3 separate regions of the Mus musculus genome follow, and all the other regions are linked to region 2. Evidence: chromatin contacts called from public promoter capture Hi-C data. All regions are on one chromosome and are shown on one strand. Each heading gives the region's core, a stretch centred on a gene start, on an enhancer-like site or on the middle of the called end of the contact. The rest is flanking DNA. Distances are from core to core; before and after follow the strand shown. Region 1 overlaps Mau2 (MAU2 sister chromatid cohesion factor). Region 2 holds the start of Cilp2 (cartilage intermediate layer protein 2). Region 3 holds the start of Zfp964 (zinc finger protein 964).

Evidence for each region. Promoter capture Hi-C pulls out the DNA fragments that hold promoters and counts their contacts.
Region 1: a promoter capture Hi-C map of liver shows a contact between it and region 2. The contact joins the enhancer-like site here to the promoter of Cilp2 in region 2. A contact is called at or near these places in 16 of 39 promoter capture datasets (3T3-L1-derived adipocytes, the C10 cell line, the HPC-7 cell line and 9 more), 1 of 15 datasets of contacts at CTCF or cohesin (large pre-B cells), 4 of 484 Hi-C or Micro-C datasets (the AML12 cell line, the G1E-ER4 cell line, bone marrow-derived macrophages and 1 more), 2 of 115 datasets of contacts at active chromatin or transcription factors (embryonic stem cells and extraembryonic endoderm stem cells) and 3 of 9 other capture datasets (adipose tissue, liver and pancreatic islet).
Region 3: a promoter capture Hi-C map of stem cell-derived epiblast-like cells shows a contact between it and region 2, with 2.3 times the contacts expected there. The contact joins the promoter of Zfp964 here to the promoter of Cilp2 in region 2. A contact is called at or near these places in 9 of 39 promoter capture datasets (the C10 cell line, cranial neural crest, embryonic stem cells and 4 more), 1 of 484 Hi-C or Micro-C datasets (nephron progenitors) and 3 of 9 other capture datasets (adipose tissue, liver and pancreatic islet).

What each region holds. Positions count from the first base shown.
Region 1 is chr8:70,023,437-70,027,972 of GRCm38.p6, forward strand. Mau2 (MAU2 sister chromatid cohesion factor) reads right to left here. Exons shown (of 19, transcript NM_001376946.1): 8 at 4,186-4,332; 9 at 4,029-4,119; 10 at 3,237-3,340; 11 at 2,738-2,815; 12 at 2,392-2,457; 13 at 175-261. Among named protein-coding and RNA genes, the nearest start is that of Mau2, 17 kb to the right of the region's middle. Within about 2 kb of position 2,910, at least 4 of the 459 cell types and tissues checked have an H3K27ac peak or open chromatin away from gene starts, as enhancers often do. A contact at or near this core is called in liver, where this site is marked.
Region 2 is chr8:69,885,903-69,890,195 of GRCm38.p6, forward strand. Cilp2 (cartilage intermediate layer protein 2) reads right to left here and starts at 1,490. Exons shown (of 8, transcript NM_026818.2): 1 at 1,386-1,490; 2 at 532-630; 3 at 94-366. The coding sequence starts at 1,449. It overlaps Yjefn3 (YjeF N-terminal domain containing 3), which reads right to left. Exons shown (of 6, transcript NM_001353930.2): 3 at 3,541-3,651; 4 at 3,307-3,420; 5 at 3,085-3,235; 6 at 1,886-2,120. The coding sequence ends at 1,915. Gm33746 (a long non-coding RNA gene) reads left to right here. Exons shown (of 3, transcript XR_379069.4): 1 at 1-368; 2 at 692-1,005; 3 at 1,092-2,482.
Region 3 is chr8:69,652,597-69,656,938 of GRCm38.p6, forward strand. It overlaps Zfp964 (zinc finger protein 964), which reads left to right and starts at 1,960. Exons shown (of 4, transcript NM_001177527.1): 1 at 1,960-2,000. The coding sequence starts at 1,998.

The DNA of each region.
Region 1 (4,536 bases), core at 1,660-4,159, 140 kb after region 2:
ATGAATGGCTTAGGATGAAACAGAGGCCACATGGCTGCAGGAGTGCTATCCCAGTTCTGACCCTCACAGAACACTAAACATGTGGGCTTTTCTAAGGTCTATGGATGCCTAGGACACCCTTAGCCCCCACACGAGAGATGGAGAAGGATACCGAACATGAAGCATGTCACCTACTACCTCTTGGTGTCTATTTCCTTCTCGTATATACACACTCGCAAGGTTGGTCACGATGAAGGCCCACAACTCCTGGTGGTTGGTGAGCTGGAATGAAAGATAGGGCTTTTAAGAGGCTAGCCTCACTGTCACACCCTGTTGGGGCCCGACTAGACACAGAGCTGCACAATGGCTCCTTTCAGACTCAATCAGCTCACTCCAAACCCAAGCACGAAGTGTAATTAGCTCCTCCTCCACCGGCAGCGGCAGGGTGGAGCTAGCTATTCTGATCCTGCCAATGACCAACAGTGGATAATGACAAGACTTGGTCTATACATAGTCCAGGCTGGCTTGAAGTTCTCTATTCTTCCGGCTCAGGGTCCTAACAGCTAGGACCACAGGCCTGGAACTGCCCTGGCTTGCTTTTGCTTTGTAGTCTAACAGATGTACAGGGAGGCACGTTGGGCATGGTCTCTCCACTGAACCACTGATTATGTAAAGTGAGATGATCAAGATCCAGGTGTGGTGGTGATGGCTGGTCATTCCAGCACTTGGGAAGGAAGCTGAGGCAAGATAAAAAAACAAAACAAAATAAAAATCCCCTTTTTCCCCAAGTCAGTGTTGGGCTGGAGAGATGGCTCAGCAGTGACTTCTCTTCCAGAGGTCCTGAGTTCAATTCCCAGCAACCACATGGTGGCTCACAACCATCTGATGCCCTCTACTCATCTGATGCCCTCTTCTGGTGTGTCTGAAGACAGCAACAGCATACTCATATACATAAAATAAATCAATCAATCTTTAAAAAAAAAAAAGGCCATGTTTGTCTCTGAACTCCATATGTAGACCAGGCTAGCTTCAAATTTACAGAGATCCACAGGTCTCTCCCTCCCAAGTGCTGGGATTTGTTATACCACCACACCTGGTCAGGCAAGATCAGAATTTAAGGCAAGTTGACTGCCTGTGCAACTGAGATATACTGTCATGAAAAACATAGGAAGGGGCTGCAGTTTGGCAATACAATACTTGCCTGGCATGTGTGAAATTTTGGGTTCAATCTCCTTAGAAAAGCCCAGATGTTTGGGAGAAGGAGGAAAGGATGTGAGAGTCTAAGCAGCCTGGGCCCTCTGACTCCAATTTCCTACAGTTGTGGTCTAGCACACAAAAGCCCAGGGTTGTCTTTCCTGACCTGAACTGCAGCAGCATTGGTGTGTTGGTTGTGAACAACAGGAGTCTGAGTTTGAGGACAAGGTTGGTGTTTGTCTTAGCGCCTCTCCTTCCATGTATTGTCCAGAAGACTCCCTTCAGCACATGACTTAAGCATTGTGCTGCTGAGGCAAAGCCACATACAGAAGGTAAGACAACCTCTAAGAACAAGAGGTTCCTGGCACATTGCAGAAGGGCTCTGGCATTGCAGCAGGAGGGCCTGGGGTCTAGGGAGACAAGGGTGGAGCCAAAGGAGTGGGCAGCCAATTGACTCTTCACATAGCATTCAGACATATAGCAACCAAAGAGGGGAACTTCTATCCCACGGTCAGAAGAATGCTCCAGCCCCCTTGCTCATAAAACATAACATGCTCTATAAAATCTCTACTGGGGGCTCCCTGGGGAATAGGTCAATAGCCTCCCTTTCCTGCAAGGACACTGAGGCCAAGGTAGGGACATCCTTCCCTAGTCCTGGGCCAGGTGAGCACAGTGGGAGTTGAGTTGTCCCTAGAGGCAATTGTGCCACTCTGGGAGAAATGGACCAGCTTCTTAGGGACTAGTAGGTCAGTTGTCTAAGTGTGGGTGCCTTGTTGGGGACCCAGCCTCCCTGAGGTAAAACCTGTCCTCTGTTCCTGAGCACCTATCACAGGACTTAGGATAAGGGCACATCTCAGTCACTGTACATCCACATACTATGACTCTACCAAATCCCAGATGACTCCAAGAGCACCACAAACTGACCTAGTCTGAGAATGTCCTAGAACTTAACAGGTGTCAAAATGGCTACCCAGTGTCCCTGTACTCCTGATACATATATCCTTTCCTCATATCTTTCCAGGGTAGCCAAGAACTCTTTACCCTAGCCACTTCCCACCCCAAGAGGAACTGTGTCACGGTTGTGGCCACTGTCAGGCTAACTATAGTAGATGTGGGCTCAAAGTTTATAGCTCTTGCAGCAGACCTAATCTGGTCTCCATGCTTTTTTGTGTGGCAGCCAACCTTACACCATATTGTTACTCAGGAAGCCAGCCTTACCCGAAGGGCTGTGGTAAATTGGGCTTCAGCATTATCCATGCAGTTCACGGAGACACAATACAGGCCCTGAAAGGACAGGCATACATGTAGGGCTCAGGTCAGAACCAGGGCAGCTGACCCAGTGACCATAGGCAAGCATAATTGTACTGGGCCCTAGGATGAGCTTCAGGCTATTATAAAGGACCCCTCCCCACAACAGAACAGAGCTCATGTTTGGACGCTGCCTGGGTAGTATCACAGGGTTATTTACTGGAATGCCCAGATCCTTTCAGGGTGGATCACATCCTTTGCTAGGTATGTGCTTGATTTTGGCAAGAGTGGGGTCCAGTGCCTGGGGCATACTCACCAACAGTGTGTGCAACTGGGCAGCATGGTTGGAGAAGAGCCTAGGGGACTGCTGGCATAGCTGGCAGACCTGGGAGATCTGAGGAGAGAACCAAGGTTCCTGTTCTGGGACCTGGCACTGGGGTGCAGCCCCAAGGCTGGAAGACATGCTCCCATCTACTTGCCAAACTGGGGGTCAAAGTCCTGGCAGGAGGAGCCACCACATGGAGAGGATGACCCTGCTCTCCTTTCTCCTTGCACATGCTGACCTTCGTCCCAGTTTCAGGTTATAAAATGCCTCTCCAATGTTCTCAGGAAGGTGTGCATTTTGGTGACATGGGTCCCAGTCATATCTCAATGTTCCCCGAGCATACAAGTTTTAGGGAACCAGACTATTGGCTTTACACTGGATTCTACAACCCAGGCTAGAGCAGTGACAGTGAAATCACTGTACCCTCCCCTCTTGACACCTGTGTCCACATCCAGACCAGCTCCCACATCCCGCTCTCTGTGCTTCCTACCTCCTGTAGTGCAGTGGCCTTGTGGCCTGTGACAAGCCGGCACATGATGATATGCTCCAGCAGGATCACTTGGAAAGACGACAGGATAGGGCTGCAGTCCAGCACTGGGGACAGGAGGCAGGGGTGAACATGCAAGCATGGTACCACCCGGCCCCACCCACATCATCCCCGATGTAGCCTCTCCCCATCTAGATAAGGACGTAAGCTCAAACCAATGCCATTGTGAAGCATCCTAAAGCTAAGAAGTGCCCAGTGGATAAGGCTCAGGTAAAGCAGGAGCTTATCAAGCACAGGTCAGGTCCTGGCTTGAATGCCAAGCACCAAAAGCCACAGGAAACTCTGGGCTGAGCACTGCATTACATACAGGCCATATCTACAGAGGCTGCCTGCTACTACTGCTAAGAGCTCAAGAACCTTCTGGGTGGGTTCTCCAAGATGTCTTCAACTGTGCATGTGAGTGGGACAGAGCTCAAGCCATGGGGAGCTCAGGCACTTCCTGGCAACCCTGCATAGATCTCTTGGGTGAGGAAAAAGTTGTTGCCTACACAGCTTAAGGAAAAGAAAAGCACAGTTCCACAGGCTCAAAGAGATTAAGAGGAAGGCTAAGGCCACATGCACCCAGGATGCATGAAATAGTCAAGTGTGTGGCTAGAACCCTAGACTCTGGAGGATTCACACATAGTAGGTAGGTAGGTGAGAGCTAGGTTCTGACCCTGGCCTCCCTGAACATGGCAATGTCCTAATGTCAAGGAAACTTGGGACTGCTCGAGTCCCCGCCCAGGTAGCACTTACTCTTAAGCTTCTCCAACTGCATGAGCGCCTTGTCTGTGTACTTCTGTGCCTTCTCCAGGTAACCAGCCTGCATCGAATGCATCACTGTGACCTGCAAGGAGACAGGTGGTGGTCACAAGGCTCTCTCCCCGCCCGGGCCCAGGGTGGCAGGACTCACCAGGTAGACGAGCACACACATGTGCTCCTTGGGCAGCCAGTGGAAGAGGTCAGCAGGGTTGCTGGGCAGGATTTCATCATCATGTAGTGTGGAGATGGTCTGAATGCACTGCTGCAGCTGCTTCAGGCACGGCTTGACGCTCTTCACCTGTGGTGTGCAGGCCTCAACATCACACCCCAGGAGGCCTGGCAACCTTGCCCAGCTCCTGGATGGGGACTCTTTCTCCTACTGCAGGAGCTCTTCTCCTCAGGTCTTGGCCTCCCAGAAGCCAGGCTTCACGGAGGCAAGAAGTAGTTACCTCCCACAAATAGAAACCCTGTTAGCACTGTGGCTTCTGTTAACCCTCCTGAC
Region 2 (4,293 bases), core at 240-2,739:
CTCTAAGCCACGCCCGTGCCCTGCCATCACTGGGCCTTGCCCCTTAGGGTCGTACTGTACCCGCCCGCCCAGGCCTATGGGTCCCCCCCTTACCCAGTGGGCAGCGGAAGCGCACGTGGTAGTTGGAGCAGCGGCGGCCTCGAGGCTGCTCACGATTGAGACACCAAAAGCCACGCTCTGGGTTGGCGTGCACCCTTTCGCCCATTGCAGCTGGTAGCGCCCAGTCGGTGGTGCGCGCCTCCAGTGCCAGTGGTCTCGGGCACACCCGCGCGGGACCATAGTAGAATCGAATGGCGGCCAGGCTCTCGAAGTCGCCATCTCCTCCCGGGTGATCCACGTTGAACCACGACGTCCACTCGCTGGCCTCTGTGAGCATCGCACGCTGAGCCCGGGTCCCACCTCCCTAGTCTCTCCAGCTTGGAGCCTTGAGGCCCAAGGAGCTGTGATGTCCAAGGACTCCTCATTCTCCCTACCCTCCCCACTGACCCCACCAGGCCCAGATCACACAGGCGGGTTGCTGAGGTGACTCACCCTCCCAATCTTCCAGGGCTGGCGAGGGCTGGCCGGTATCTGGCGGCCGTCCCTGAAGACCCCTGGCGGTTGAAGTGTGCTCCTCGGTGGGGGTGGCATCTGTGGGAGTTCGAGGAGGCACAAGATAGGGACCACTGAGACCCCTCTTTTGGTGCAACAGGGGGAACATTGACTACCACATTTCACGGGATATAAAACTGAGGATCTGAGAGGCCAGCTCTAGCCCCGGGGACTGCAGCAGCACCCACTCCAGGAAGCCTTCCCATTACTAGCAGCGGACCCTGAAGCCCTGTCACTCCGCAGATCTGGCGACTCTATGTCCCACTACACCTCTAGGCTCAAATGTTCATCAAACACAAGTCGAGTGTATTAGGCTCTGCCTCTACCCGCAGACCGCTGCAGTCTCTTCCTGGAAGTCCCCTCCTGCCATATACTCTCCCGGGTCTTTCTAGGTGGGACGCAAGGTGCCAACAGGTAAGTCCTTGGTTTCTCTGGCCTTCCATCTTTCCGGGGTGGAATAGGAAGGCAGACAGGTTCAGACAAACCCCTTCTTCCTGGAGCCCCAGCCTTCTGAGAAATAGGACTGTCACCAGCCCCGCGGAGAGACAGCTACGACCCCTTGGCACAGATTTGGAAACCTGATGATTTACAATTCAAAGCCTTGGCCAAGTGGACCTTCCTGGGACGACGATGGAAGAGGTTTCTTTCACCGGCTCTCTGGGACGCTCATGAGGTGCTCCCCCGCCCGCTTCTGTGCCTGCGGCTGTCGTCCTGGTGTGTTTGTTTGTGTGTGTGTGTGTGTGTGTGTGTGTGTGTGTGTGTGTGTGTAGGGGGTGGTTCCCAAGGTATCTCACCTCGCGCTCCCGCTAGGTGTAAGGCGGCAAGGCAGAGATAGAGCAAGGGCAGAGGTGATGCCATCGCCAGGTCCGAACTGCTCTGCGAAGCTCTGAGATCTGACTGTGGCGGGCCTAGCCGCTGCTTGGACCTAAAAGGGCGGAACGGGCCACAAGCCACGCCCCCGCACACCAGACTGGGTCTTCTAAGCCTCCCGCGGTACCTCCGCCCTTAGACTGCCCTTGCCCGGTGTCCTGCGTTCCCCCCTCCTTCTCCAACTGGGTCCCGTGCTGTGTGCCTGGCTCCCTCTGGTCTGAAACTTGAAGCTGCTGGCGCCCTAGGATGCTGGACGTTCTCTATATTGTTAAACTTCGGTCCTAAGTACTGGAGGCCACCCCCCAGCAGGGGTCTGCTCTCCATTCTAAGAAACTCCACGGCGCAGCTCCTCCCCACAAACCCGGAGGGAAGTCTCCTCTCCACCCGCCCACCCCCTGGCCTGGTACACAAAAGAGGCAGGGGAGAGGTGGTGGAGATGTTTATTGGTGCGGTTCACAGTGAGGCCACGCAGTCGGTGCCAGTATATTTTGGCAGGTGCAGGCCAAACTTTCGGCGGACGTCATCAGGCACGAACCTGCCGGCTACAAAGTGGAGACGTCCGGAGAAGCGGCCGGCGCAGCTCTTGGGCGCTGCAAGGGACACCAGCACATCGGGCTGCACCGCGTCCTTTGCGTCTCCGCCAGCCTCCGCATCCCAGCCTGAGGGCGGAAGAGGGGGAGCTGAGGACCTCCGGCCCGGGACCAAGTCTGCTCTGCCTCCCTCCACGCACGCGGGTAGCGGTCAGACCTGCTAACCGCAAACCGCCTCCACCCTCCGACTACACCATTTCCACTGCTAGTCTGCCAAGACCCAGCCTCTGCCTTGAGCCGTGTCTCCTTCCGCAGAGGTTAGGAACCGCGCCTTGCTTAAATCAGACCTTCCTCACCCACCTCGGGTCTGACCTCAGCCTCTCTACCCCACCCTGTACTGTGACCCGAGACCCCCCTCCTTCTAAACTGTGCCCCCACATCCCTATCGTATTTGATTTCCCCCTCCGACCTGAGACATCTTGGTTCTCTGACCCACCTCGTGGTACTTTTGTTAGGACTCTGCCCTCTCCCCAAACCACCAGGAGTTTCGGTTCCACCCAGTCCACGAACCAGCAACCAGGACTTCTCTCCTGCCTCAGGCACTAACCAGAGCCACCGGCTCCTCTCTCTGATTAGAGGCTTCCAACTGCAGAATCCCTCACTTTTCCGGGACCACCTACTGTATCCCCCTAGGACTAGATATGCCTCGGCTTTGGTCGGGGATTGTCCTGGAGCAGTGTAGCTAGGGGACACCCCCACGCAGTCCCCACGAGAGGCTGAGCGCTGTTTGTCCTTAGCAGCTCTGGCCTGGCAGGCGTGGCCTCTGCCGAGTGAGCTCACAGGACTGGTGGTGGGTGGTGCCCGTGGAGCTGAGCACTCGGACCAAGGGGACACGGAGTCACTTGGGACAGCCACTTGTATCGCTCCCATCCTCAGGGCGGGTGTGAAATACGATGGGGGCAGACGCGGAAACCGAGGTTGAAAGAGTTGGACAAGGAAAACCGAGTTGGGGGAGGGGGGTGCAGAGGGGTAGAATTTAGGATGGATGGAAAAAAACAGGCTAGGGTAACCAGGCTGTCCCTGGGTGGCGTGCCTGAGGGGACGTCCAGGCTCACAAGCGGGATGGAGAGTCGCTTCAGCGTGGCCAGCGCGCGCGCGCAGTGCCCGCCTGCTTCAGCCAGCCGCACTCCCGGCCCAAGCACTGCGTCCACCACCAGCCCGTACGCGTCGTCGATGAGCCGCACCTGGGGAGAGGGGCAGTGTCAGGGGCTGGGCTCAGACGGGCCAGGGCAGGGGCAGAGTGGGTGCATCTGACCTCGGCAGGCAGGAAGGACAGGAAGGGGATGTCCATCTTCTCGCACTGCGTGGTCAGGTCACGGTGCAGCGCGTCGGCCGAACGCGCGGGGCAGAAGATGCTGGGCTGGTATTCCTGGGAGGCAGGGGGTGGGGGGACCCGGGTTCGATGATGGAGGCGGGAAGAAGTTCCCCTCCTGTCCCAGCGGGACCCCAGTCCCACTTCTGTCCCCCACATCACGGCCCTGTTACTCACGAACACCCGCAGGTGCCGGGCACACGCCAGCCCCACGGCGCCATTCTGCTCCGGGCCGCACACAACCAGCACTGTCCTCTGCTTCCGCGACAGCGAGGGCAAGGGGAAGGCCTAAGACATAGCAAAGCAGGGCGGCTAGATGGAGGCGGGTTCTGGGGCAGAAGGACGAGGCCATGGCAGAGGGGTGGTCTGCATGCGGGGCAGGCAGGCAGACCTTGCTCAGGCAGAATGTGAACCCGGCCTCCGCGCCCAGTGCGGTTTGTTTACTCTGTCTGCACTTAGGACACACTCCCACTTCCCTTGCCCAACTCCTTCAAAAAGGTGAAGAGTGGGGTGATCCCAGGGGGATGTCCCCAATTCGGCAAGAGTGGCACCAAGGCCATCTGTTTCTACCCCACTCCTGCTTTATCTTTGGGCATTTCCTATCCGTCTGCTCTCTATTTCAAGCCATCAGTCTGGCATTACTTTTGTTGTTTTAGAGATCCTCACTCTATCTCAAGCTGGTCTTGAACTTGCAGCAATTCTGCCTCAGCCCCCTAACTGCAGAGTTAGCAGCTCTGTGAACCACCACGAGGGCAAGCTGGGCTACTGAGGAAAGCCAGCTAAGTGGCTCAGCTGATAAGAACTTGCCACCAAGCTGGGCGTGGTGGTGCATGCCTTTTTAATCCCACTCGGGAGGCAGAGGCAGGCGGATTTCTGAGTTCGAGGCCAGCCTGGTCTACATAGTGAGTTCCAGGACAGCCAGGGCTATAC
Region 3 (4,342 bases), core at 710-3,209, 230 kb before region 2:
TGGTTGGTCCTTTCTGCTGCCGAGGCTGAGGCCTGGCTGTCTCTGCTAAATAGTACCACCACTGCTGACTCATGTTTGCTATCCCAACTCTATCAAACTGGACTGTTGGTATATCTGTGAAGTGTTTACAAGTGAATCGAGCTGCTGTTGATGACCTGTGAACTGAACTGCAGATTTCCAGACAATGCAGATGGAAGGTTCTCCAAAGAACCTTTCTAAACAGGTCCACTTCTCCTGTATCCTTTCTTTTCCACTACCTCTGGAGGGTGGTGGGCTAGAAGGAAGGCTAAAGCATTTAAGAACCATCATTAAAAATAGGTTTTGAAAAAATTAAAGTTAAACACCACATGATTTAGTCTGAGCTAGCATATGTGATGGTGTGAGACAGTGGTCCTCACCCTTCCTAATGCCATGACCTTTAATAGTTCATCATGATGTGGTGATCCCCCCAACCATAAAATTATTTTCTTGGCTACTGTATAAACTATAATTTTGCTACTACTGTGAATCATAATGTAAATATGTGTTTTCTGATGATCTGATGACACACAGGTCAAGAACCACTGAATTGGACTGTCATTGTCCATTTCAGTATAAAGTGCATTTAGAGTTCACCAGTTACAGATAAGCAGTAGGTGCTGGGCATGTTTCTTCCAAGCGCTGGCTGGTACCGGCCCATAATGAGACTTGGAGTTACCCATGGTTTACTATGTAACTTAAATCATGATAAGGAAAAGAGGAAGCCTCAAATCCCGAGTTATTCCTTAGATAAGGCTTTGTACCCTAAGCCAGGGAGATGGGAAATTTGAGAAAATAGCAGAACTGGCCTGTGAGAAACAAAGAACAGAAATTTCTCCCCCAGGGGGACTTAAAAAAAAAAATCTTGTGCCAAAATTCACAGCCGTTTTTGCCTTTTCTCTAAGGTTCCGTGTCTCTCTGAAGAACTGAATATTTAAAACGCCTTCATTTTTCTCCAGTCGCTTGGAATTTGTTATTATCTTATTTCCAGCTGTGAAGTTGAGCACAGAGGACCAGATACTGGACTGAATTATAAGTTAAGAGTTGTAAAATCACAGTACAGATAGCGTCTTAATAACTCTACCAGAAAGAGCTGATGAGGAGCCAGTGTGTTCTGGCCTCTAACAATGACCAGACTTTGTGCAACTTTAACTAGCCCAGATTTTTACAATGTAGACCAGGCTGGCCTAGAACTCACAGAGATCTGTCTTTCGCTGCCAGCAGAATGAGTGCTGGGATTAAGGGGACTTGTACCAACCACCAAGCCCCACTTGACAGACCACTATCAAAAATTTTGGCTTCCGGGCTGGTGAGATGGCTCAGTGGGTAAGAGCACCCGACTGCTCTTCCAGAGTTCAAATCCCAGCAACCACATGGTGGCTCACAACCATCCATGACGGGATCTGACTCCCTCTTCTGGTGTGTCTGAAGACAGCTACAGTGTACTTACATAAAATAATAAATAAATCTTTAAAAAAAATAAAATAAAATAAAAGGAGCCAGGCAGTGGTGGCGCTCACGCCTTAAAAAAAAAAAAATTTTTTTTTGGCTTCCCTGAATAAAAATCCAGGTCCACGGAATACATCATACCCAAGGTCCTATAACAATTCTAGGTCTGAAGCAAGAAATCACTACACTGGACGTTGAGTTGGTAAATGCACTGTGGACACCAACGACCCAAGACCAATAGGAACTAAGCTTTTGAGATCACCGAAGACTAAAGTACCCAGCAAGAAGCAGGCAGGTCTGGCTTTTATGCAAATCTCTCCCGAGCTGAGCGAAGTCGGGCCCTAGCCAATCAGGGCCTCCAGACAAGCCATCCAATCAGGAGCGCCAGGGAGCGGTGGGAGGCGGGCTCCATCGCAATCCCGCTGTGCATTCCGCTGGGAAGCGGAGAAGGCGCAGCGGGTTCGGCCCCCTTCGCTGTGGCCACTGCGGCCCGTAGCTAAGGGGAGCGCGGCCGAGCTCGAAGCCGCGCCATGGTGAGCGCAGGGCCGAAGTCCCCAGAAGGGGAAGAGCGGCCGGCTGAGCCGCGGGAGCCGGGGTGGTGGGTCCTCCTTGGGACTGGGGGAGGGGTGGGTCCAGCGTCTGGGAAAGTTCGGCTTGGTGCGAAGATTAGAGTTTAAAAGGCGAAGCCGCGAGCTCCCCCCGGACGGATTGCGGCTGGCCAGAGGGAGCCAGGCTGGCCCGGAGAGACGAGGGCAGCACGCTGCAGAGCCCAGAGCACCCGCGTGGGCGGGGTCGCTCGGTGCTGAGCTGGTCTGCCCACAGCTCCTTCGACGGCGCAGGTTTCTCCTAGTGCGGGTTGTGACAGCTTAACGTCGCACTCACTTGTAACCCTGCGTGCGGGCTTCACAGTAAACCCGCAGCTGTTGGAGGAGAGGGGACAGCCTGGGCTGCCCCAGGACAAGGGAGAGAAACGTGGAGCGGGACTAGCGAGTAGACGAAGTGGAGGACCCCTGCCGTGCGCTGCAGCTCTCTCCTTCCCCCTCCCTCTCTCCTACTTAAATCAGCCTTATTTATTGGTGTGTGTCCCCGGTGTGTGTGTAGAGTGAGGAAGGTGTAAGGTCACAGGACAACTTTATGGAATGAGTGCTGTCCTTCCGCGATTAACGGATAGAACTCAGGTTGTCACAGAGCCTAGTATAGTTTATTTTTTCTTTTCTTAAAAAATATTTACTCCTTCCCACCCACAGTCTGGAAGTTAGATGCAACAGCTTTGCATAGCATGCTGGGTAAGTGCTCTATTACTCCTTAGGCCTATCTGCAGCTTTATCCTATCTTAATGATAATTGCTTTTAAGTCAGTTTTGAAGTTGTGAATCATGAATCTCTGCTTTGCTCTTTCCCAGGGCTGTACCCGTATTCTAACATCCTTGCAATTCCATGACTTTCCGCAGCAGTTTTCAGTCTGACCAGGTGTTCACTGGTGTTCCTTAGGTGGTGTGACCCTGAGTGTTTCAAGGCGCTTACCATCAAGTGAACAAGGTTTTCCTTTTAGAACTTAGATTCTTGCTGAGCTGGTTGGGAGTCACCTTTCATCCCAGTATTCTGGAGACAGAAGCAGGTGGATCTCTGTAAGTTCTAGGTCAGCCAGGTCTATGTCGTGAGTTCAGGCAAGTCAGGATTACATAGTGAGAACCTATCTCAAAAGGAAGAAAGAAAAAAACAAAATACTTAGGTTCTTGGTTCCTCCGAATCTCTCTGTGGGTGGCATCTTTTGCTGCCAAGCCCAGAGACCTGGGGTTAATCCTTATAAGCCACTTGGTAGAAGGAGAGAATCGAGAACCACAGAATTTCTTTGAACTCCTGTCCCTTCACCTCATACATGCATCATGGCAATGCATAGCCACACATGCACACAGAAAGGAATGGTTTAAAAAAAAAACTGATTTTTTTTAAAGCAAGCTTTGCAGTTTTAAAACTACAACTTTCTTTTTTTGTAGTATTTTTTATTTTATTTTTTTATTTACATTTCAAATACTATCCCCTTTCCTAGTTTCCCCTCTGAAAATCCCCTATCTGCTCCCCTCTCCCCCTGCTCCCCAATGCACTCCCATTCCTGGCCTAGGCATTCCCCTATACTGGGGTGTAGAGCCTTCAAAGGACCAAGGGTCTCTCCTCCCATTGATGAAAGACTAGGCCATCCTCTGCTATATATATAGCTAGAGCCACAAGTTCCACCATGTGTTTTCTTTGATTGGTGGTATAGTTCCAAGGAGCTCTGGGGGTACTGGTTAGTTCATATTGATATTTCTCCTATGGGGCTTCAGACCCCTTCAGCTCCCTGGGTACTTTCTCTGGCTCCTTCATTGGAGACCTTGTCCTCCGTCCAATGGGTGACTGTAAGCATCCACTTCTGTATTTGCTAGGCACTGGCAGAGCCTCACAGGAGACAGCTGTATCAGACTCCTGTCAGCAGGCTCTTGTTGGCATCTGCCTAGTGTCTAGGTTTGGTGGTTGTTTATGGGATGGATCCCCAAGTGAGGCAGTCTCTGGATGGTCTTTCCTTGCCTCTCAGCTCCAAACTTTGTCTCTGTAACTCCTTCTATGGGTATTTGTTCCTTCTAAGAAGGAACAAAGTATCCACACTTTGGTCTTCCTTCTTCTTAAGTTTCATGTGTTTTGCAAATTTGGCCTATCTTGGGTATTCTAAGTTTCTGGGCTAATATCCACTTATCAGTGAGTGCATATCATGTGAGTTCTTTTGTGATAGGGTTACCTCACTCAGAATGATATCCTCCAGATCCTGAGTTCCAGGACAGCCAGGGCTACACAGAGAAACCCTGTCTCGAAAAAACAAAAACAAACAAAAAAAGAATTTC